5 separate regions of the Zea mays genome follow, and all the other regions are linked to region 2. A link is a contact called in public Hi-C data. All regions are on one chromosome and are shown on one strand. The core of a region is the stretch at or near the end of the contact, and the rest is flanking DNA. Distances in the headings are between cores, read along the strand shown. Region 1 holds the start of LOC103640187 (cation-transporting ATPase HMA5). Region 2 holds the start of LOC100283185. Region 3 holds the start of LOC100217109. Region 4 holds the start of LOC100277599. Region 5 holds the start of LOC100281374.

What was found. Hi-C and Micro-C count contacts between places; a contact is called where the count stands out from the background.
Region 1: a Hi-C map of ear shows a contact between it and region 2, with 4 times the contacts expected there. The contact joins the promoter of LOC103640187 here to the promoter of LOC100283185 in region 2. A contact is called at or near these places in 8 of 25 Hi-C or Micro-C datasets (bundle sheath, ear, endosperm and 3 more).
Region 3: a Hi-C map of leaf shows a contact between it and region 2, with 8 times the contacts expected there. The contact joins the promoter of LOC100217109 here to the promoter of LOC100283185 in region 2. A contact is called at or near these places in 9 of 25 Hi-C or Micro-C datasets (bundle sheath, ear, leaf and 2 more).
Region 4: a contact with region 2 is called in a Hi-C map of ear, with 2.6 times the contacts expected there. The contact joins the promoter of LOC100277599 here to the promoter of LOC100283185 in region 2. A contact is called at or near these places in 2 of 25 Hi-C or Micro-C datasets (ear and tassel).
Region 5: a Hi-C map of leaf shows a contact between it and region 2, with 5 times the contacts expected there. The contact joins the promoter of LOC100281374 here to the promoter of LOC100283185 in region 2. A contact is called at or near these places in 4 of 25 Hi-C or Micro-C datasets (bundle sheath, leaf and tassel).

What each region holds. Positions count from the first base shown.
Region 1 is chr9:114,583,394-114,587,940 of Zm-B73-REFERENCE-NAM-5.0, forward strand. LOC103640187 (cation-transporting ATPase HMA5) reads right to left here and starts at 2,440. Exons shown (of 9, transcript XM_020543877.2): 1 at 1,924-2,440; 2 at 1-90. The coding sequence starts at 2,223.
Region 2 is chr9:114,925,004-114,929,655 of Zm-B73-REFERENCE-NAM-5.0, forward strand. It overlaps LOC100283185, which reads right to left and starts at 2,128. Exons shown (of 7, transcript NM_001156087.1): 1 at 1,933-2,128; 2 at 1,763-1,828; 3 at 1,539-1,589; 4 at 1,365-1,444. The coding sequence starts at 2,119.
Region 3 is chr9:115,237,128-115,241,501 of Zm-B73-REFERENCE-NAM-5.0, forward strand. It overlaps LOC100217109, which reads left to right and starts at 2,785. Exons shown (of 2, transcript NM_001143478.1): 1 at 2,785-2,929.
Region 4 is chr9:115,205,894-115,210,193 of Zm-B73-REFERENCE-NAM-5.0, forward strand. It overlaps LOC100277599, which reads left to right and starts at 2,066. Exons shown (of 1, transcript NM_001151114.3): 1 at 2,066-2,806. The coding sequence starts at 2,141. The coding sequence ends at 2,461.
Region 5 is chr9:115,322,350-115,326,776 of Zm-B73-REFERENCE-NAM-5.0, forward strand. LOC100281374 reads right to left here and starts at 1,284. Exons shown (of 1, transcript NM_001154292.2): 1 at 1-1,284. The coding sequence starts at 808.

The DNA.
Region 1 (4,547 bases), core at 1,190-3,689, 340 kb before region 2:
CTTCTGTGATTTAGGCTGAGAGACAGCAGATTCAGGGATAATTTCTGCTTCAAATCCAGCATCTTCTATCGCTTCAATTATATCCTCTACCTGAAAATGTAAGTCACCAGAAATAAAGATGTGTTTATTGAAGTGACCAAAATAAGCTAATTGATTGGATGTGAAACCAAACACCTCTCAGGAGTTAGTCATATAAACTGGAGAAGGCTTTAGTATATGTGGATGTGGAAGAACATGCATGCAGATCACATCACATGCATTGTTAGGTGTCTTGCCATTTAGCTCAAACGCGATGCAGTAGGACTCAAAAGTGAAAATATGTGAGCCAAGTAAACATATTGGACATCATTATTAAAATAAAACTAGCATAGTGGCATAGTTTAATAGATTATGTACATCTATTATTTTCCACAGGAATAATGAACTTCATGGCTAAAATGGCTTCTCTGTTAACAAAGACTGAAAATGTAGATCTCCTGTTGACACATAGTGAAACAAAGTACATAACAATGTGTAAGCTACCGTACATAACTGGAGTATTGGACATCATAGAAGATTGCATGCTAATATAATATATTAGCTTTTAGTTCCCAAGTAATGGTGTGTTTTTGAGAAGTTAGTAACTATGCCAGGAGTGGTCCTACAAGAATGTACAAGATTGCTTAGGTCCATAGCTTAGGAGGTGTTTGTTTGGGATTATAATTTGCCTAGATTATGTAATCTCATTAAAGTTCAAAATAAATGAGATTATATAATCTAGGCAAATTATAATCCCAAACAAACACATCCTTAGGCCCTGTTTGGTTCCATTAGTACTAAAACTAAAGTTGGAACTAAACTTTAGTCCTTACCCTGTTTGGTTGTAAGGACTAAATAAATTCTAAATATATTAAATGCAACACATAAAGACTCAAATACTTTTTTTCTTATTTCACGCCGGTTTTCTAGGCAAGGGCAATTAGAATAAATGTTGTCTTTTAGTCCTTTTTAGCAAACCCATGTGAGGGACTAGAAACTAAAGTCAATTAGTCCTTCCGATCTGGCAAAATAGGGATTAAAAAACAGGAACTAAAGATAAGTCCCTCTAACCAAATGGCCTTAGTAGCTATTCGTCCACAATACCATATTTAGCGTGCCACAACAGAATGGTGCACGAAACACACTCAGCTTCGCTGTTATCGTAGCAAAGTAAAATCTCGCCCCTTCTCTTTTGTGTAACTTTCCTGAACTGAAAGTTGAGTTCAGCATTTCTTTCCCCATGAAAGACATAATCAGCAGCTCGTTAGCTCAACTACCAATCCAAAGTGATTGTAGTACACCAAGAGCCCCATTTCCCCTGGTACCATGACTGCTTCAGCGCGTGCCAGCTTTGAGCTTTCGATGCCCACGATGCACAGGCGATCGACAATCACGAGCTTCCAACGAAGGTACAGCTCACCAAATCACGAAAGCCAAAAGGAGCAAAAACTTTTAGCATCGTAATAGCCAATCTTATAACTCCTGATTTCTCAGAGTTTATACAGCATTTACTCCACCAACCAAATCAGAGGTCGATGAAACAATACCACCCAAGCGAGTTTTGTACAAGGCAAGGCACTCTCAATTCAAGCAAAAAAAAAACGCCCATATGCAATTCACTCAATAGCACGAAGCAAGTGCTCGACACACACGCGATTCAGTTTCGTATTCTGACACGCAAAAACGCAGACGCAGTCCAACCATCGTCAAACACGAACAAGTTACCCGGAAAAAACGCAGACAATTCAAAACAAAAATACCACCACGCAAGCGTACGGGAGAGCTCCCAACTTCCCACGGAACCGCACGAGCCTCGCGTCCACTCAACGGTTGCGAGTACGCAAGGATCGCATCGCCCGTCGAAATACGCCACACCAAAGCGAGGAGAGGAGCACCGGTAAGCACCTTGGCCAGCGCGGGATCGAACATGACGTGGGCGCGGTTCTGGAGCAACGACACGGCGACGCGCCTCACTCCGCGGCGCGCGGAGACGGCGGCCTCGACGGCGCTGGTGCAGGCGGAGCACGTCATGCCGGTGACGCGCACGTGCGCCTCCGCAGCCTCGGCGCCCGATGCACCCGGCAGCGGCAGCCCCATCTCCTCGTCGTACGAGTCGAGCAGCGCGACGTCCTCCATCTCGTCGCCGCGCCCGCCCGCGGCGGCCGGCCGGGCGCCGGCGACCGCTGAGAGCTGCAGGTGGGCCATGCCCGTCAGACGCAGGGGGTGGAGCAGCGGGGTAGGAATATTTGGTGGGAGGCGAATTGCGAGGAGCCGAGGAGGGGCTAGTTTATATATGTAACCGGGAAAACAGGCGGCGGTCGTGGGCCAAATTGCGGTGGTTTGCAGAGCACGCGGGTCTTTGTAGATATGTGTATGCGCTTTTGGATTCCCTCCATACTCTTAGTAATATAAAATCAGTTCTAAATCTTAAATTTCTATAGCAGAGCTTTATAGTTTAAGAGTAAGCTTCCTTTTTCTTCTTTTAAAAAATATTGATTTGGATTTTTCTCCAACTTTTAAAGCTAACGTTTAAAAGTGTAAATCTAAATAAACCCTCATTACTCTTTACTTTTATACATTTTATACATTGGTATCTTCGTAGATTTATGTGGGAGAGGCAACTTTCCCATTTGATCTCTTCCTTTTTTACTTTTCAGGTATCTAAGACGGCTTATCTCTTTCGTCTGACTTGGTTTCATGTCTGACGGGTTTGTGGAATTCAGACGTCAGCATTGCAAAGCACTCTTCCATGTCAACCTAGAATTCTAGGTGCAGCTGCATAATTGTATATTAGTTAGACGTATGTGCATTGCTACGATAAACCTTATTTACATATATTTTTTGTTTTTTTATAAAATATGTATGTTTTATTAGTTAGGTAGATGTGGATATGGAGCCAACTAAAAGGTTTAAACCTCCACTTATGCATAAGATCACGGTTTTGGTATAGCTCATGAGCCCAAGTGGATAATGGTAATTTTGTCTGTTTTAGGCAAAAACACAGTCTTGATCTAGCTCACGTGGATGGTAATAGTTGTGTGTTTGAAGCAAAAGCAGAGCTTCGGTCTAGCTCACGTGGATAATGATACCTGACAAGATCATTTCTATTTTAAGGTTAGTTTGTGAGCCCTTTTTTCCAAGGTTTTTCATTTTCTAAGGGAAATTAGTTTATTTTCTCTTAAGGCTAGTTTAGAAACTCAAATCTCTTTTAAAATTGAAGGGATTGGAAAGAAAATTAGTTCATTTTCACATCAATCTTCTCCAATCCCGAAGGGGATTTGAAGTTTACAAAGTAGCCCTTAGGACTGATTTGGTGACCAAGAATCATAGGGGAATTAGAGGGATTGAAGGGGGAATTAGTTTATTTCCCCCTCAATCTCCTTCAATCCTCCCGTGATCTCATTGTCACCAAATTAAATAGGATTCTTTTGGGAAAATAGTTTCTTGTTGATTTTTTTTTCATTTCTTATTTTTTAAAAGAAATAAACGGTGTTGGACAATTTACGTGGGAAAGCGAGCGCGGTGGTTAAGAAGAAACATGTTGTCTGTTTTGTGTGTTGTTTAGAATTTTGAAGCGTGGCTATCCATGTGGAGCGGAGGGAGAAGTTGAGCTAAACCAGCTTTCCACCGGTAGGTCGTCAGCGAAACAGCTATACATATACGTTTTTTTATTTAGCCTTGCTTCGACCAGATTCATGCGAAAAGTGAGACCCTGACTTCAAAGTCCATACACTCGATCTATTATAAAAGAGAGAGAGAGATGCAAAATCGCAGCACAGTTCCTTACAAATAACGCGAAATCTGAAGAATATAAAATACCCCGTCTTATAGTGGCCATATTATGTTAGTATATGTGGGTAGTGTGTTCTATATGTTGGACCGCTGGGCGCTGGCGTCTGTGCTAATGCTAACGGAGTAACGGGACGGGAGACCCGTGCGGCCGTGCCCTGATGAGAATGCCACCCGGATGACAAGCACGAACTGAAAAGGCACGTGTTCAACGGTCCACGTACGCATGCGCATCCTACGTACGTGTCTGTCTGGTCAACGCGCGACGCATTCGTAGTAGGCTAGTAGCCCGAGACGGAAACGGGTAGCTGCCCGATCGATCGAGCGCGCAACTCCGGACAACGATGGCACATAGGAGCCGCGCGCGGCACGGCAGGAGTGCACTGGACTGGGTGGGAACTGGCCGGGAAGGGAGATGCGCGGCCTGCCTGATGCTCCGGTGAGTTGCCGTCCCCGGACATGAAACTTGGAAGGAAGGAACTCGTCGAACTGCTCTGCGTCATCGGTGAGGTGACCGGTGAGGGTGGATGGATTGGTTTGGTAGGGGGCACTGCCTGGAGCGTGCTGTGGGCGGGCCCGACCCCGACCAAGGCTGGGGTGGTTTGCAAGCCAAGCGTGCGTGTGCGTGGGCTGGCTGGACGGGACACGGCAACCGGCTCCGCAAACGTTCGACGCTGACTTGTCGGCCGTCGCGTCCGTCCGGCACAAGCTTTGCTACCGATCGTACGTAGTACTACCAA
Region 2 (4,652 bases), core at 878-3,377:
TGGGTCCATTTTGGACCTTCTTATTTCTTCTTAATATAATGATGCGCAGCTCTCCTGTACGTTGAGAGAGAAAAAAGTCGTTCGATCATGATTAAATCGGCCAAGTCGGACTGGAAGTAACGATTAGGGCTACTAGTCGTCCAATCGTCTGACTAATCAGCTTGTAATCATGATTATTGATTAGTCATCCGACTTGGAAAAGACAACGACCAGAATTAGTTTAGTTTTATTTGGGCTGCCTATTTTCGGCCTGACTATAAGGCATATGAAAACGGCAACCCCGCCCCCCTCTAAACCCTTCACGTAGCACACGACTCTTCAGTTCCTTGCACTGGCGGCTGGCTTCCCTCTCGCCCCCTCCTCTTCAGATCTGCCTGGCGGCTGCTGATCACCGGTGGTGGTTCATCCTCCATCTGTCCATCTCCATCATAAGCAATTCATTTGAAGGTCTGTACTAGTAACTGGTGATCAAAACTGCAAACGGTGGCAATTTCAATGTTTCTTGTTTCCTTCTAGGCTGCTCCTGGTTTTAGAATTTTATTTTGCACAGTTATTTATTTATTTAAGAAATGCTAAAACATCTGTGTATCTGTATCCGCTCGATACCAATATGCATTTCCGTATACATGCTTCATAGCATAACAGGCAACCTGGTTGTGAACAACTTCAGTAATGTAGTAACAACATTAAATCTAATTTTGCACAGATTTCACCTGAATTTAAATTTGTGATGCTAGAAAGGCAGTATGTAACCTGAATCGGTTAGTCAGAACCAATAGTTAGAGGTTAACTGGTTAAGCATCGGAAACAATACCACACCAGTCTGCAATTATGACTGTATAGCAGAGATCTTAAAACTGGTATAGTGGACTAGTGGTAAATGTGGCGGTGATGAAGAAGCAGCAAACTGCGACTTTGCATACTAATATTCCCATACGTTAGTGCTTACTTAATGTTGCATAAACCCCAGATCCCGATAGACTTAGGCACCCTGATAGACTTAGGCATGTTTATCCATTCCTAGATGCTCAAGCCATTGAGCAAGTCTTGCGTGCGCACGACCAGGAAGACTGGGCATCGTGCGCGCCATGGTGACACTCCACTGCATGGGACATGATCACCATTACCTCCAGCTTTGTAGCATGTTTAGTCACTGCATTGCATAATATAGGAGAAAAAACCAGAACAGCTGCAAGGCATTGCACAGCACAAGCTCTCAGTACACACACTCGCGTTTGTGTTCTTCCAGTTAGTGAACTTACGTTTGTGTTCTTCACTGCTTCAGAAACCTCACCACGGCTAACACTTAACAGCCAATTTCTAGCATATCGCAGTAGCAGTGAAATCTAAATTTGCAGACTTACCAATTCAATGTCAACTTTGTACACCGGTATCTTGGGATACTGGCTGCTCAGCTTTGATACTAAAGGTGCGATCGCCCTACCTGCAGTGCGGCACAATCACACAACAAAATTATGACACAAATGAATGAAGCCCTATACTTGGCAACGCTGGCATCAGAATGAGGCAGTACTTACATGGTCCACACCACACCGCCGTGTAGTAAAAGACAGCTGGTAGCTTTTCATCTGCAAGATCCACAGGGATCACAGTTCACAGCCAGTGAGGCACAAGAGAACGAACGAACCATCGAACCACCATGACCCAATTCGTCACCCAACACCAGACGTACCAAGGAGGCAAGGACTAACTAGCATCTAGCATGGTTTGGAAATGGGAGAGGAGGAAATCGGCGCCGTACCTTGCACCTTGGAAAAGATGCTGTTGAAGGAGTCCGCGGAGCCCACGACCACCATGCTTGAACCACCTGAAACAGCCAACCCAAAAAGCCGTAAGTCCCCGAGAGCCGCACGAAATGGAGAGGGGGGCATGGGCGAGACGAAAGGAGGATCGAGTCATCGAGAGGAATACTCGTGGAAGAGAAGAGGCGATGGGGGCCCGGAAAAGCGGGCGGCGATGACGACGAGAAGGAGGGGGCGAGGGGCGCGGGGTTAGGGTTCACGGCGAAGGGGAGGTGATGAGGTCTTGGGGCGGCGGAGGCGGATGCAGACGAGACGAGGGGAAAGAGGCGAGGGAGACGGCAGAGTCGGCGAGCCATACTGCAGAATGCGGACGTGGAGCGGTCGGCGCCGTTAAGGCCTGGACTCCTCGACGATTGGTCAACTGGGCCTCCACTACCGTTAAGGCCTGCTTCCACCGTCCAACTACTCTGAGCTCATGGGCCGAAGTAAATTGGATGGTGGTAGGGATGAAAGTGGTGTGGATATGTTTTCTATTTACAGTCATCTAGAGTCTCAAATATATATTTTAAAATTCATATATTTTGAGATTTAATTGTTTCAAAAAAATTAGACTATCTCTATTGATGGTACATCCTATACTAAAGTTGTAGCGCTTGATAAAATTTTAAACTTTATAGTTAAAGTTTTTTTTATCTGAGTTCGTTTAGTAGCCAAAAATATTTAATGCAAGATTACGGAACGTTGATACAAAACAATATCATTATATATGGACATAAATATGTGTGGGGTGCAAACGGTACAGATGAGGGAGCGTTGAATGATTAGCAGCCGTGTTAAGTTGGAAACTCGATTCAAGCGAAGGTTGCATTAACATGACCAACTAATCTTTATATATGCTCGGTTTACTGTGAACCGTACACTAGTTTAAACATGAAGTGGTAGCATGTCATCTATTTGACCATAGGATAATCAGGTGGAAGTCGGGCATGTCGATCTTCCCAATTTATCTCAGGCATGATGGTTACCTAGAAGTATTTGATGGACGACATTTTTTCTGCGCCACGGCCTTTCCTGCCGTCTGCTGGCCACCTCAAGCTAGCACAGATCAGCCACTGGCTAGTATAGATGTCCAAACAGAGTGCGGGCCGCCCGTTTAATTCGTGGCACGGCACAAATTTAGCCCGGTCCAAACACGGCCCGGCACGGCCCGTTTAGCGGGTCAGGTATGGGCAGATACGACGGTCCGCGTGATTTGGCCCGGCCCGGCACGATAAATAGGTCGGCTCAACGGCGGCCCGCGTATTTGAACACAAATGCAGTGTAGCGCAGGCTCAATTCAATTAAATGGGTCGGGACTGTTATTTCATATTTGTATATAAATACATACATTTAACAGATAAATATATACATTACTCAGCCTGCTAAATGATCAATACTAAATACGCAGAACAAATGCATGAGAACAGTCCAGCCAAACATAATATAAATGCATTGATAAATACATACATTTAATTCTCTCATAATATATAAATATTGATACATTTAATTCTAAGCAGAATAAATGCATACATAAATACAGACGCAGGCTGAGTGATCATTTCATATTTGTATTAATATGATATTATCTTGTGAATTGATAAATGAATTTTGTTGTCTTAATATATGTAAATAATATGTTATGATATATGATTAATTCTGTTAAATATATGTATTTATATACTGCTCTACTGTTGGTTCGGGCCAGTGGCCGGCCCGGTACGTTGAGGCCCACCGGACCAACGGGCCGGCCCAGCACGATTTTTCCCTTTGCGTGCCGGGTTTGGGCATGTTCCTAGGCACGTGGGCCAGCCCGACCCAGTCCGAAGCATCAACGGGTCGTGCCTAGCCCGACCCTATTTGTACCGGGCCGAAACAGGTCCGTGTCGGGTCCGTGCCGGGTGGCCCGTCTAGACATCTATACTGGCGAGTACAAATTATCATGGAGTCTCCATAAACTGCAGTACAGATGGGAGCAGCTGGCCATATGCTGATCAGATCAACTAGTACTACTACGACGATGAAGCAGCTCTCCATTGCACTGCGGCACACCCACCATTATTAGAGATGGCAACGGGTATAAACCCGCCGGGTTTTGCTATCCCAAACTCGTACCCGTGAAAAATATTTACACCCATTAAAAAACCCATACCCATGACGGGTTTGAAATTTTGCCCAAAACCGTACCCATCGGGTTTGCGGGTACCCACGGGTTACCCGCGGGTTTTTATCTCCAATATGCTTATTCTTTTTATAATCAATAAGTATCGTAATGATTAATGAGATCGTGGTCCAAAATTTATGTAATGGACGAGTTCATGATTTGGTATAAAAAATATTTGTAGAGAGAATTAAATACAAATAATTAGTTGTATAATCAAGTTACCTTACACTAAGTTATACATCCACCACATATATAACGCTAGTAATAACTATAATAGCAAGCAAGCAACACTATCACCAACTACTTATACATTCACTATTTGATAAAAATTAGGAAGTAAATAAGTAGATAACAAGTTTGTTGTTCGTTTATAAAATAAAATGACAATGTGCACTAAGTTTGGTCGAGTTTAAAAAACCCACGGGTTCACGGGTTTGGGTACTATAGGAACAAACCCGTACCCATAAACCCGTCGGGTATACATTTATACCCATTAATAAACCCATGGGTATGAAAATTGACCCAAACCCGTACCCTAATGGGGTAAAAACCCATCGGGTTTCGGGTTTCGGGTACCCATTGCTATCTCTAACCATTATATGCCATCTATTTGGTTCCTTAGCTAGGCAGAGCCTCGTTCAGAAGCTCATGCAGGCCGAGCCAAATCTATATAAGTGGATGCAAGTAAT
Region 3 (4,374 bases), core at 1,535-4,034, 310 kb after region 2:
CGCCCGACCCAGGGCTCGGACTCGGGCTAAGCCTCGGAAGACGGCGAACTCCGCTCCGCCCGACCTAGGGCTCGGACTTGGGCTCAGCCTCAGAAGACGGCGAACTCCGCTCCGCCCGACCCAGGGCTCGGACTCGGGCTAAGCCCCGGAAGACGGCGAACTCCGCTCCGCCCGACCCAGGGCTCGGACTCGGGCTAAGCCCCGGAAGACGGCGAACTCCGCTCCGCCCGACCCAGGGCTCGGACTCGGGCTAAGCCCCGGAAGACGGCGAACTCCGCTCCGCCCGACCCAGAGCTCGGACTCGGGCTAAGCCCCGGAAGACGGCGAACTCCGCTCCGCCCGACCCAGGGCTCGGACTTGGGCTCAGCCCCAGAAGACGACGAACTCCGCTTTGCCCGACCCCAGGGCTCGGACTCAGCCCTGGCCTCAGCCGACGGTCTCCGCCTCGCCCGACCCGGGGGCTCGGACTCGACCCCGGCCACGGAAGACAGACTCGACCTCGACCTCGGAGGAGCCTCCACATCGCCCAACCTAGGGCGTAGACCAACCACGTCGACAGGAGGCGCCATCATTACCCTACCCCATGCTGACTCAGGCTACGGGAAACGAGACCGGCGTCCCATCTGGCTCGCTCCGCCAGATAGGCAATGATGGCTCCCCACACGCTCCCTAACGGCGGCGGCTCTCAGCCCCCTTACGGAAGCAAGAGGACGTCAGCAAGGACTCGACAGCTCCGACAGCTGTCCCTCCGCCAAGCTCCAGTGCTCCTCCGACGGCCACGACATCACACGAACCGGGCGCCAAAACCTCTCCGGCCGCCACGATGACGTGTACTTAGGGCGCTAGCTCTCCTCCGCTAGACACGTAGCACTCTGCTACACCCCCTATTGTACACCTGGATCCTCTCCTTACGCCTAAAAAAGGAAGGACCAGGGCCCTCTTAGAGAGGGTTGGCCGCGCGGGGACGAGGACGAGACAGGCGCTCGCTTGAAGCCGCTCGCTCCCTCTCCCGCGTGGACGCTTGTAATCCCCTACTGCAAGCGCACCCGACCTGGGCGCGGGACGAACACAAAGGCCATGGGATTTCCACCTCTCTCACGCCTGTCTCCGGCCACCTCACTTCCCCCCTTCGCGCTCGGCCTCGCGTCGACCCATCTGGGCTGGGGCACGCGGCGACATTCACTCGTCGGCCCAGGGACCCCCCGGTCTCGAAACGCCGACAATCTTCACCAACGTCATCTATATCTCGACCTCTATACATAAATACCTATATTAGAGACATATTTTTTACTTTTTTGTATGTATGTATTTGTCACACTCTTAAATATGTTGTACATATTTTAGTTTTGTTGAATCTATTCTTTAAAGTATTAAAATGGATAGAAGAGAGAGAGGAGAGAAAATCTCTATATATAGAGAACGGAGGACGAGAGAACGTTCTTTATATTTAGAATATCGTTTAAAGAATGTTGCTGAAGAGACATAAGAGGAGAATCTCCTCTAAAGCTTGTATGCATGTGTTTGCGGCGGATGCTAGATGGTATGCCCGTAGCCTGTTGTTAGTGAACGAAGATGTAAAATTGAAATCTAGCCTCATGGTCTGCTGTCACGTGCATTTGCTGTGCTCGATTATTTTACTCCAAGAGCATTTGCTTCTTCTTAAGGGCATGATTAATATAACATGCATATGACCGTATAAAACATTGTTTTGTATTGTGTTTACTGAGTGAAGTTTAAAAGATAGATATAGATGAGTAAGCTGTTGGAGATATACGAAGACTATTTCCAACCGTCTCTCTATCCCACCTTCTATTCCACCCATTATTTCAAACTTTATTCTGTAAACAATATAGTCCACAATGTAAAACAGTACAAACGACCATACACACGATCTGCTGCTATCCAACAGCTCTCCTATTCCAAACTTCAGTTGTAAACAAAGCTGTATTTTTACATGACCATATAGATATATAGCCAAGGGCGACCCTCGTGCGTAAGTGTCGTCAGCCTAGGCACGTAAGTGCGTCTGATTGATGCGGATTCTACCATTTCAACAACTCTAATTCCTCGTACCTGTTTGAGTACTTTAGTATTGACCACAATCCACATGTGTTAAGGCCAATTAGGATATAACTTAAACTAAATTATACCGTAATCCATCTCCACATGTATAGATTAGGGTTAATACTAGAGCACCAAAAAAAATCCTAAAAATCCAGCAAGATTCTCCTGTGCCAGAGAAAGTATATCAAAACCACCCGGAAGAGATTCTAGCCGCCGTCAACGCGTGCGCTGAGACGAAGCACACAAACACAGCTGTCAGGCTATCGCTTGCGCTAACATTAGTCTAATCATGAGCCGCTACCCTTTCCGTAGGCGACAATAATCGAAGCTTTCGATGCGGACAACCGCTGAGACGCAGAGTGTTAAGGGTGGTCCAGTACCATGGGGTATTATGCTTAACAGTGCAGCCATTTCCCAACTAAACACACCTCATCATCACGACCTGCACAACCACCTTCCGTTTCCACGTCGAGTTAAATATCTCCGTACCTCACTGCCACCGACGTCTGGGCCCGTGTCAAAGCCCAGAACACCACCCAGACGGCTTGCGCCCAGGCCAAACCCGAGCTGGGCGGCCTCAGTACGGACCTAGGCAGAGGCCTGGCCTGGCCTGGACCCGGAAGCGCCAGGTGGTGCTGCCAATGGGACGCACGCCCTCGCTCCGAGGAGAATTTAAGAACCGAGGGGAGAGAGGACTAGAGGAAAGAGAGAGGGGGAGGTCGACGAGACAGAGAGAGAAGGCCAAGAGGCTTCCTCTCCCCATTCCTCCCTTCCGTGCCCTAGCCGAGCCAGCCGCGAGGAAGGAGGCATCCCGCCGTCTCGCCTGGCGCCCGCCCGTCGGCCGACCTTCTGCCGCAGCTTCCAAGTGAGCGTCGGAATTTCTGTCCTTGATTCGCATGATCCGGTGTTTTCTTGGACCTCTCGCGGCCATCTTTGGAGGTTCTTTGCGCGTTCCTGTTTTCGATGTGGAATTGGGGTTTGGGGGACTGTCACCGCTATAAAGCTGCGGCCTGCCAGGCGCAAAATTGGGCTAGAGGAAAGAACGGACCTGAGCTTCGCTTCTTGCTGCCGCTGCCGCTGCCGCGGTATCTCTCCCTGCTCTCGTCGTCGATCTAGTTTTCTCAGCTGTTTCTTTAGTCCGAGTAGCTGTAGCGTATTTTTATGCGCGCTGTACTGGAGGGTATTTTACTTTCCACATTTTCACCTAAAAAGCGTTTAATTTAGTCTGACGAAAGATTGACTACTAAAAATAGCGCTCCTTTGAAAACCGTGTGTCTTCAGTCCGTGGTCAGACCGTGTCGGGGGATCGGCTTGGTTTGTTTCAAACCTTCTCGTCCGCGAATCTCTATTCCTCTATGCTCGAATCGCTTATGCTCCATTGCTCCATTTTGCTGCTTTGGATTACTTGTTCATCTTTGGGTACCCACCGGCCACCGCAAACAGTAATTTGCCTCTTTTTATTTAATTACAAACGAGTCACGGCCCTACCAAAGAACACGATGAAAAGAAGCCTACACTGTCAGATTCTAGTAAAAAGAAGTTCTGCTACTCTGTTTTTGAAAATTTGACAAAAGATTAGGAACACCATCATAGATCTGTTCTTTTTGTCCCCATAACTTGTTCACGGATGACCACCATTTTTGGGAACCGGTGTCCATCTTTTAGGTAAAAGCAAAGTACTTGAGGTGTTCAGTTTTGTGCTTGTATGTGTGGCTCTGATGGTACCCTTCAGATGTTCTGTCAAGAGCAATCCTGTACACAAGTCATTTCACTGTTTGCATTAAATCAATCAGAGGAATAGTTCTCATACAAAAGTTCATTAATATTCTCTTGAGCCTTATATTCCTAAGTTTCTAGGATCCTAGGTTGGCTTGAATATTGCCCTAGTCACAGTTTCTAGATATCGTTCTAGTTCTAGCCAAGAATATCTTGTAGGATCGTGAACCGTGATCATGATTTACATGCTACCCTCTCCTACTGTAATCGATTGTAAATAACTGCATGGCATATGATGTTTTATTATATAAAGATGTAATGTCCTTCATTTGTGCTATATGTTTATGTATCTTTTTTTTATCATATTTTATTTTTTTAGACTCATGTAAATTATTGTGTAATTATAGTGCTACTAGTGTTAGTTTTTTTCCTTCCCAAAATGTCATGTATTCATGACTGGGAGCTATTATTTTTAGAGTCTTGCAACATGTTAAATTATTAATTTGAGCATCGTTGATTCTATTTAAGATCTGGAACTTGACAACCTTTATCTGTAATACACTTAAATGATGATCAGATATAGCTTAGATCCCT
Region 4 (4,300 bases), core at 816-3,315, 280 kb after region 2:
GTGTGCTGTTAAAAAGCTAAAAATCGTTTGGTGGAAACCACTAAAAGTCGTTAAAAGTTCTTTGATATATGTTTTCACAGTTCCATCCAAAAGCCACTAAAAGCAGGTCTAGGGGTGCTTTCAGTTTTACACTACGAGAAAGTCGGCTTTTAGAAAAAGCTGCTTCCTAGATCCAGCCCTTTGGTTGGCTTTTGGCTTTTAGGGGGCAAAAGCCAAAGCCAAAAGCCAAACCAAACACACCGTGAGACGCACTGTTGAACGCCGCATATTCTGTGTCAACTGGAGGCCAATCAGCATCTGGGGTGCGTGGGTGACGTGTGCTTGCGCGCTGACCGGTCAAACTATTCGATGCTAAAGCAGAGTTTTGCAGTAGGCAGGCAGGCAGGCAGGCGCTGCGTGGGTGACTTGTGTTTGCACGCCGCAGTCAGGACAACACAGCAAAGTTGTTTAAACTCGTGTAATTAAACGCTCGGTGGCAATTTGGCATTGGCAGTTTGGCCTTGAGCTGTTTTAGAAAATCCATAAATGTAGCCCCTAGATCTAGATTTATGCGTGCTCCACGATTCATCGAGTCGAAATATTTAACTAAAAACAATAGTTAAAGATATTTTTTCTAGATTTAGAATACTTATAGCTGCATTAAACATGCCGTTATTTTTTACGGGTCACAACAACATTTTTAAGAGTACTAGCAGTGTAATAAGGCCTCGTTATATATACATATACAGTACATAGGTCCTTTTCCAAACATATAGAACTCTTAGTTAGCAGTTAAGATTAGTTGAGAAGTTTAGCACAGATCAGCTAATAGACCAGTTAATTGTTAGATATATATCTTTTTAATGTGTATTATTAGTTGGTAACTACTCTAACCCAACTAGAACCAGCTAACAACTTATTAGCTGACTAACTGTTACATCCTTGTTTACATAGATATTCTTGTAATCAGATAAACTTTATCTATTACAGTTCCAAACATCTTGGTTTCTCTATCTTGGATAGTGTGCTGCAAGAAAGAATCTCAATTATTTAACGTTAGGTTGAATTTTCTTGAATAATGTGCACAGTTTAGATTCTGGAAATGTGTTGGTTTCCAAACGAGGACCCAGAGTCCGGTGTCCAGAGTCCAGACAGCACACGTATGAGCATGACATGGCAAACAATCAGCACATGATGCGTTGACAGTGCTGTGAGCCTGTGACGGGCAGGCAGTGAAAGCAATCTGCTGACTTGACCTGGACTCGGTACGCATCACCTCGAACGGCATTCGCTGCGAGGACAAGTGCACATGAATGTGCCGTGCGCTGTTCGTGCTGCGCCCGCCACGTATCGTCGTCAGACGGACGGACCAGCTGCCTGGACGGTTGGACCTGGACGCGAAAGATGTCGCTCTTCCGGACGCAGGGCCCGAAGTACGGAACACGGCGTGCCGGCCAGCTAGCGAGTCCGGCGCGCGCCGCACCGCCCACCGACGGCTGCCGAGGTTCATGTTCCTCTTCCGCGTCCTCCTCTCCGCGCGGCCTCGGAACGCCCAAAACCTCGTTGCCTTGCCGACTGGCTCGTCGGGGCGCGTACTCCCGCTTCACGCCGGCCGATTCGCCAGCTGACAGACTGGTGACCCAACGGAACAGCATCCGGAGTAGAGTGATCTTGTCTTGTCACTTGCCAGCTCCCTTGATTCCTGGAGCTAAGCGCATGCATCTTGTTTGCCGCCGCTCCGAGCTCCATCCATTCCTAATCATGAGTTCATCCCCCTTTTAGATGCAACAAAAGGTACTAGGTCGAGTAGCCACGAAGAAGAGTGGTTGGAGCCATTATCCTGCCCAAAAAGAAGCGGAAAACACCACACCTACTCTACTGTCTACACTACGCTACACTGGCCCCCCGACTCGCCGCGCCGTATTTTATTCGCGCGACCACGTCCGGACCACATGGCACGAACGCGAAACCGCGCGCTGCCCACCAACACAACAGCGCGAACCACCACCCGCTCCGCTCCACTCGCTCCACTGCTCGGCTCGCTATAAAATCACACGGTCCCTCCGCCTCCACCACCGCTCGCAGTCGCCAAGATTCATTCACATTCGGCAGGCAGGGGGACACCAGCACTCCAGCAGTAAGCGTCGAGCGACCGAAGACCATGGCGGACGCCGGCAGCAGTGCCGCCGCGAGGAGGGCCCCATCGTCGTCCTCGCCCGGGGGGTGCGCGCCCGCGCTGGGGCGGCTGGTGCGGAAGCTGCGGCGGCAGAGCAGGCTGCTGTGCGCGGCCACGGGCGGGGCGCGCCACGCCGCCGCCGCGTCGTCGTCCGCGCGCTGCCGCCACCACCACCACCACCAGTACGACCCGCTGAGCTACGCGCGCAACTTCGACTTCGGCACCGCGCTGGAGGGCAACGAGGCCCACTGCTCCTTCGCCTCCCGCTTCGTGCTCGCAGCCCCCGCCGCGCGGCAGGCGCAGTAGTAGATCAGAGGCGGCCGAGGCCAGGGTCGTAGGTGCCAGTGCCACCCCGACGTCGGATGGAACGCACCCGCTTCGGGAGCTGGCTTTGCGTGCGTCCAAGCGCTGGTGGCGCGTCAGCCATTGGCTGTAGTAGCTGATAGCTAGGTAGTCTTGTAGAAGAAGTATCATCAATTAGTAATCTTGTAGCTGTGTGAGTATGTTCATATGCTGAGGCCTGAGAGGTGGCGATGGCTTGTAATCAAGGATCTGCCGCCGTACGTCCCTTGACGACTCCTCTTCCCGTGGTCGGAGGATGAGGGATCGGCCAAGAGGAAATGTTTCCATTCCGAAAGCTTACACGCCTAATGCTGCTTCATCCACAACAGCCCTCTCCATTGGCCGGCTCTTGAGTTTTTTTTTAATTTTTGTGTGGAATAATCTCTGCTACAGCATATTTTTGCTAAGCTGTGGACGAGAGTCGAGAGGGCAATTGGCATGCTGCAGATCCTTGGCCCTTGTCTGGATTAGTGAGTGCTAAACCGCTAGTAATTGTCGGTGGTACTCTGGCAGGCTGCTGCTCCAGTGGAGTCCAGACCAGTGACTGACGCAGTGATGCGGGGCGGCATGGTGGCGACCGGCATGACGGGGAGGCTGCGAGATGGGGCGAGGCTGGCAAGGTTTGATTGCATTGCATCGCATCCAGAGTTGTTGGTGGCTTGGTGCCACTGCAATTATTGCTTGCTCGCCGCCCCTGTGCCGCTACGGCAGTCACGGTCACCACCGCTCTGCCGCACCGCCGTGATTATTCGCATCCAACAAGGCTGCCCCCGCGTGTCCCTCGAGATGGTGCATGCACCGATCAACGGCGAGTCGCGGCGCGGCACTGCAGCAGGCAAGCGTAGGGTTTGGTGGTCGTACTACTTACTCCCTCTGTCTAGAATTACGGTGGAAGTACTAGCCTGGCAGTAGGTGGATTTTAGTACTAGTACTCTGTTACATCGATGACTGTAATTTTTTTAAAATAAATCTTATAAAATGTCTTACTTCCCGCTCTAATTTATAGTATCGAGCTATCCTCTTTCTCTCTCTCTCTTTTTTCTCTTGCCACGATGCAGCCTAGTTGTTGAGCTAAGATTAGAGCTGAAGATTATTTTGGCGCAAGCAGTATAATCTTATTTTGAAGGTCTTTGACTTTTGCATGTTCGTCCATTGAACTTGCAAACCCCGAACACCTCTCTGGCTAAACAGACTTATTGCTGCAAAGCCAGCAATTATACACGCCCATTTTGGGCTAAAAGGATGTCCTTTAGAGCAACTCTAACAGTTATGTAAATTTTAGTCCTCTAAACCATATATTTTAAAAGTTGCTAAATAACTTTAATAGTAAAAAATGTAAATTCTCCAATAGTTCTCTAAATATAGATTATAGTTTTATTTTGTATCTGTCCACATAAAAAATAAGTCACAAATGTTAACAGTTATCTTCATTATCTATATAATGCAGTCAACATTTTTATTTAGCGAGTTGCTAAATGGTTTCCAAATGTTAAGAGAAAATGGTGTTAGATGAGAAGTTGCTAAATTTAGGAAGTTCATTTAGAGAACTGTTGGAGAGAAGTTTTTATGTTAACTACCTAAATTATTAAATTAGAAAATCTTTTAGAGAACTACTGGAGTTGCTCTTAGATTTTTTCCTCCCACCCATGCCTTGTTCGCTCAATTCACCTCTAACCAAACAAGTCTTTAATCTGTTTCTAAATTTTGTTAAACCATTTTGCATTGAGCCCATAACTGTTTGTAGGTTTGGGAAGGTCTCGACAAGAGGAGCATCCGACGGATACGATTCCACATAAAAGAAAA
Region 5 (4,427 bases), core at 34-2,533, 400 kb after region 2:
CGCCGTTCTCCTGCCGCTCAAGCTCGGGCACCACGTCGGTGTACATGAAGCGAAGCATGGCCCCGAATACGGCCGCCTCCATGTCCATGATCTCCACCCTCTGCGACTGCGAGTGCGTCTCCTTCATGGGGCCAAAGAACTGGGCCATGAAAACCGGGGACCTCGATGCAAGTATGGCCTTGTGCGCTGCGAAGGACTCACCGCAAACCACCAGCACGACATCGGATCCGGTTCCCTTGCCCAAGAGCTCACCGAGATCATGGTGCAAGGAATGCACGCCCGTCAATCGCCGAATTCGGGGCAAGACGGCGTTAGTCTTTGCTGTATCAGGTTCAGGTAGCTCGGTGACCACCGTGATGGTACATTCGGCAGTGAGAGAGTCGTTCTCGATGACCCGGGCCGCCTCCACAACATTCCTTTTGCGGAGCGGAATCCATCCCGAGCTCTCCTTCGCCCGCTTGAACGCATGAGACATCTGACCTTCCACGTTCCCCATTGAATCGCTGACGCACGCACCGCGTTGATGACCGTAGTTGGTGGAAGGATACAGCAGCCGACATCTGAACGCCGCCTTCACGTCGTTCCGACGCGGCGCGCCGAGGAGGACGAGCCTGAACGCTATCATGTAGCTGCCGTCGACGAGGAGGCTTGGGGTGTAGTGGACCTCCCACTCGTACCCTCCCACGGCCAGCCGCTTGGACGGGAGCGAGTCCGTCCTCGCCATGGATTTGGTAGCCGAGTAGCCGTTGATCTTAAACTGGTGCACGATGCAAGCGGCGTCGGTGAGGTTCGATAAGGAGGATCCCATGGATGGCGTTACGAACTACTTGTGCTGCACGGGCGAGAGACGGGCATGGGCATCAGAAAACAGCAGGAAAATCCGGTAGTGAGAAGCTCACATTACCAGCCCCAAGAATAAGCCTAATCGATCTGAAAAAGTCTCGAGTGGATCCGTTTCAACAAGTGCGACACTAAAAAGAGGTCTCCATTGATTGATCTAACATGTTTCGATTTCGTCTGAAAAACAGGACAGTTGACAGAAGTACAGAACCTGGGGTTTATCTGCTTGCTTCCACTTCTACACTCTCCGATGGCGGCGGGACGGAACCATCAGTGAGGATGGCGGATGGCGTGCGGCCTCACCCTCACCGTCACCAGCGCAGGCGGGGCACGTTCGCTCACCTCGATCTGGTCGGAGGCCTGGGTCTGTTGGTCGTCAACTCGTCAATGGGCGGAAGGAAAGCGTGTGAAATGGGGAAAGCAAGGTGAAAGTGGGCAAAGAACAGGGATGACAACAGATCGATCTGCAACTATATCCAAGGTTGTATTTAATTATATCAGCGGGTAGAAATTCATATCCATGTCTATATCGATCGGGTTTTCGATGGATTTCGGATATCCATCTAATATAATATACACAATCATTTTTAACAATTTAATAGCACGATTAATCAAAATCTTTCCAATTCACAATCATACATAATTAAAAACTTAATAAAATAATTATTATGGGTTGTGGGCTACGATTAGGGACACTAGAGATTGGAATTGATAGTTGTCAGCCAGTTACCAGCAATGCTATAACCTATGGGACATAGAAAGAAGCACGAGGCACAGTGAAGGAAGCCAGCAAGGTGTGAGCAACAAAAATGGGAAGGAGTTGCTGGCGTCAAGGGCGACAACGGGAGGCTCTATGGATGAACCTACAAGCCAAGGTGGGCACGGCAAGGAGCCGTGGAGCACGGAAAAGGATGCCGAATGCAAAATATATTGGGCCACAATGGGCCTTGTAAGCTAATCGTTGTGAGGCCGAGTGGAATGGTAGCCCAGCAGACGTGTCGCAGAGTGCAGCACTCGTGAGATAGTACTTGAGACCTCTGACGAAACTGAATGGGTTATGCAATAACTGAAAAACAACACTACCATTCTCCTGTTCTTCTTCTCCAAGTATCTTCTTCCCTTTCCTTCTCTACCTACTCTCTCGAAGGTTAACATTTGATATCAGAGTAGTTCATCCTGGAGGACCTACCACCAATTCCGGGTCGTCGACCACGCTCGACACCAACCCTAGCCATGGATGCTACGATGCAGCGTGTGCTCGACCAATTGGTGCAGATGGGGGCCAACTGGCGCAGATGGAGGGTCGCCTCACCGATGCGATGGTCGGCCAATGCGGCGACTTAGAGCAGCGGTTCGTCGAGGTTGAGCAGAAGTCGGAGGCACGATTCATCTCTCTCGAGATGGATCTGGCGCAGTTCGATGGCTGGCGTCCGGAGGTCGAGAAGAGGCTCGACAACATTGCGCTAGAAATCTCTTGGGCAAACAAGTTCATGGAACGTGGATCCATGGCATTAGATTTCGCCAAGCCTGGTCTCATTTCCTCCTCGATGGTGGCAATTGGGCGTCCACCTGCTGAAACCCACAGCGTCGATAGGCCTGATGGCACCCGCTTCGATGATTACCACCGGGAGCGTGGGTCTGGGCGAGTTCCACCCCAACCCCATGGCCCGGTCAAGGGTAAACTTCCTGAGTTTTCCCATCCTGATTTTACCGTGCGCAATGAGTTTCACATAGATGTTGAGGGATTTGGGGTTCCTGAGGGAAATCATGAGGGTTGGGGCAACCTGCCACGTGTGAATTTGCCTTGCTTCAACGGAGATAATCCTCAACTGTGGAAATCACTCTGTGAAAATTACTTTGACATGTATGAAGTACATCCAACTAGGTGGATCAGGGTAGCCACTATGCATTTTTTGGGTAGAGCTACAGGATGGCTTCAGTCTATCCAGCGTCGCGTCCATGGTTGGTCGTGGTCTGAATTTTGTTCTCAAATTCAGGACCGCTTCGGGCACGACCAGCACGAGACCTTGATTCACCAGCTATTTCATATCAGGCAATCGGGCTCGGTTGTTGAGTATGTGGAACGATTTTCCATGCTTGTTGATCATTTGTCCACATATGAGTCCCGTGCAGATCTGTTATACTACACTATGGATATGTTTGGTTGCCTGGCCCAGTGCACGGCCAGGCCCATTTGAATCAATGCCGCCATGTTTGGTTGCCTGGCCCATCTTGGGGGGGCCTGGCTGAGATGAGCCCTATGCGATATTGTGGCCAGGCCCATTTTGAACGCAGATATTTCCCTTCACGAGTGAGCCTGGCCGCCGCGGCTCTAGGGTTAACTCACAGTCTCTCCTCTCGCGACTCGCAGCCGCCGCCGCCGCCGCGGCTCTCGCTCTCTCCTCTCGGGTTCACTCGCTCTCGCCTCTCGGGTTCACTCGCAGTCACCGTGCTCCCTCGCTGCCGTCATCTCTCTCGACCCATGGTGACGACACCGTGCCCGCGGACGAGCTCGATCGGCTTCTCTGTCGATCTGCTTCGCTCTCGCCTCTCGGGTTCATCTGCTTCGCTGTCGGCGACGAGAGGTTAGCCCCTTTCTTGGCTGCTCATCTACTTTCATCTGCTTTGTCTTCTCATTTGATTTCATTTGCTTCGCAAGGATCGCTCTCCTACGACCTCGATCGGTTCTCAGCTGCGAGTGAACCCTAGTTGTGTGGTCTCCCTCTTCTCAGGTTTGATCGCTCTCCTACGACCTCGATCTGTTCTCAGCTGCGAGTGAACCCTAGCTGTGTCGTCTCCCTCTTCTCAGGTTAGTACCCCTCTAGATCTTCTCTTCTCGTTTGTCCTCCTAGGTCCCCCGATTACTGATCTGTTGTCTTGCTGTTGTAGATTACCGAACTGTTGTCTTGCTGTTGTTTCTAGATACCAAACTGTTGTCTTGTTGTTGTAGATTCCTCGTAAAATTCTAGATCTAATTAGTTTCATATTAGTATATAACTGGTCCCCCGATTACTGATCTGTTGTCTTGCTATTGTAGATTACTGAACTCTTGTCTTGTTGTTTGTATCTAGATACCAAACTCTTGTCTTGCTGTTGTAGATTCCTCCTAAAATTCTAGATCTGATTAGTTTCATATTAGTATATAACTGATTGGTGGTGGATATCTGATTGGTCCATGTTTTGGATGAAAAACTTGCATCTTTTCATTACTGATCTGCTTAACTGAACTTTTCAGTGATGTGCTTTTCAGTGATATACTTTCAATATTCTTGACTACCTGAACTTAACTGAACTTTTCAATATTTTTGACTTAACTGACTTAACTGAACTACCTGCATAGTTTTTCAGTGATGTACTTTCAATATTCTTGACTATCTGAACTTAACTGAACATTTCAATATTCTTGACTTAACTGACCTAAACTACCTGCATAGTTTCAATTTTCAGTTAAGCCATCTTTCAATATTAGTATATATATGTTTGGTCCATGTTTTGCCATGTTTATTTATTGACTTAACTAAATTTAACATGTTTGTCATGCTTGTCTTGTTTAATTTAATGGATTATGCAACTAGCATAATCTGTCT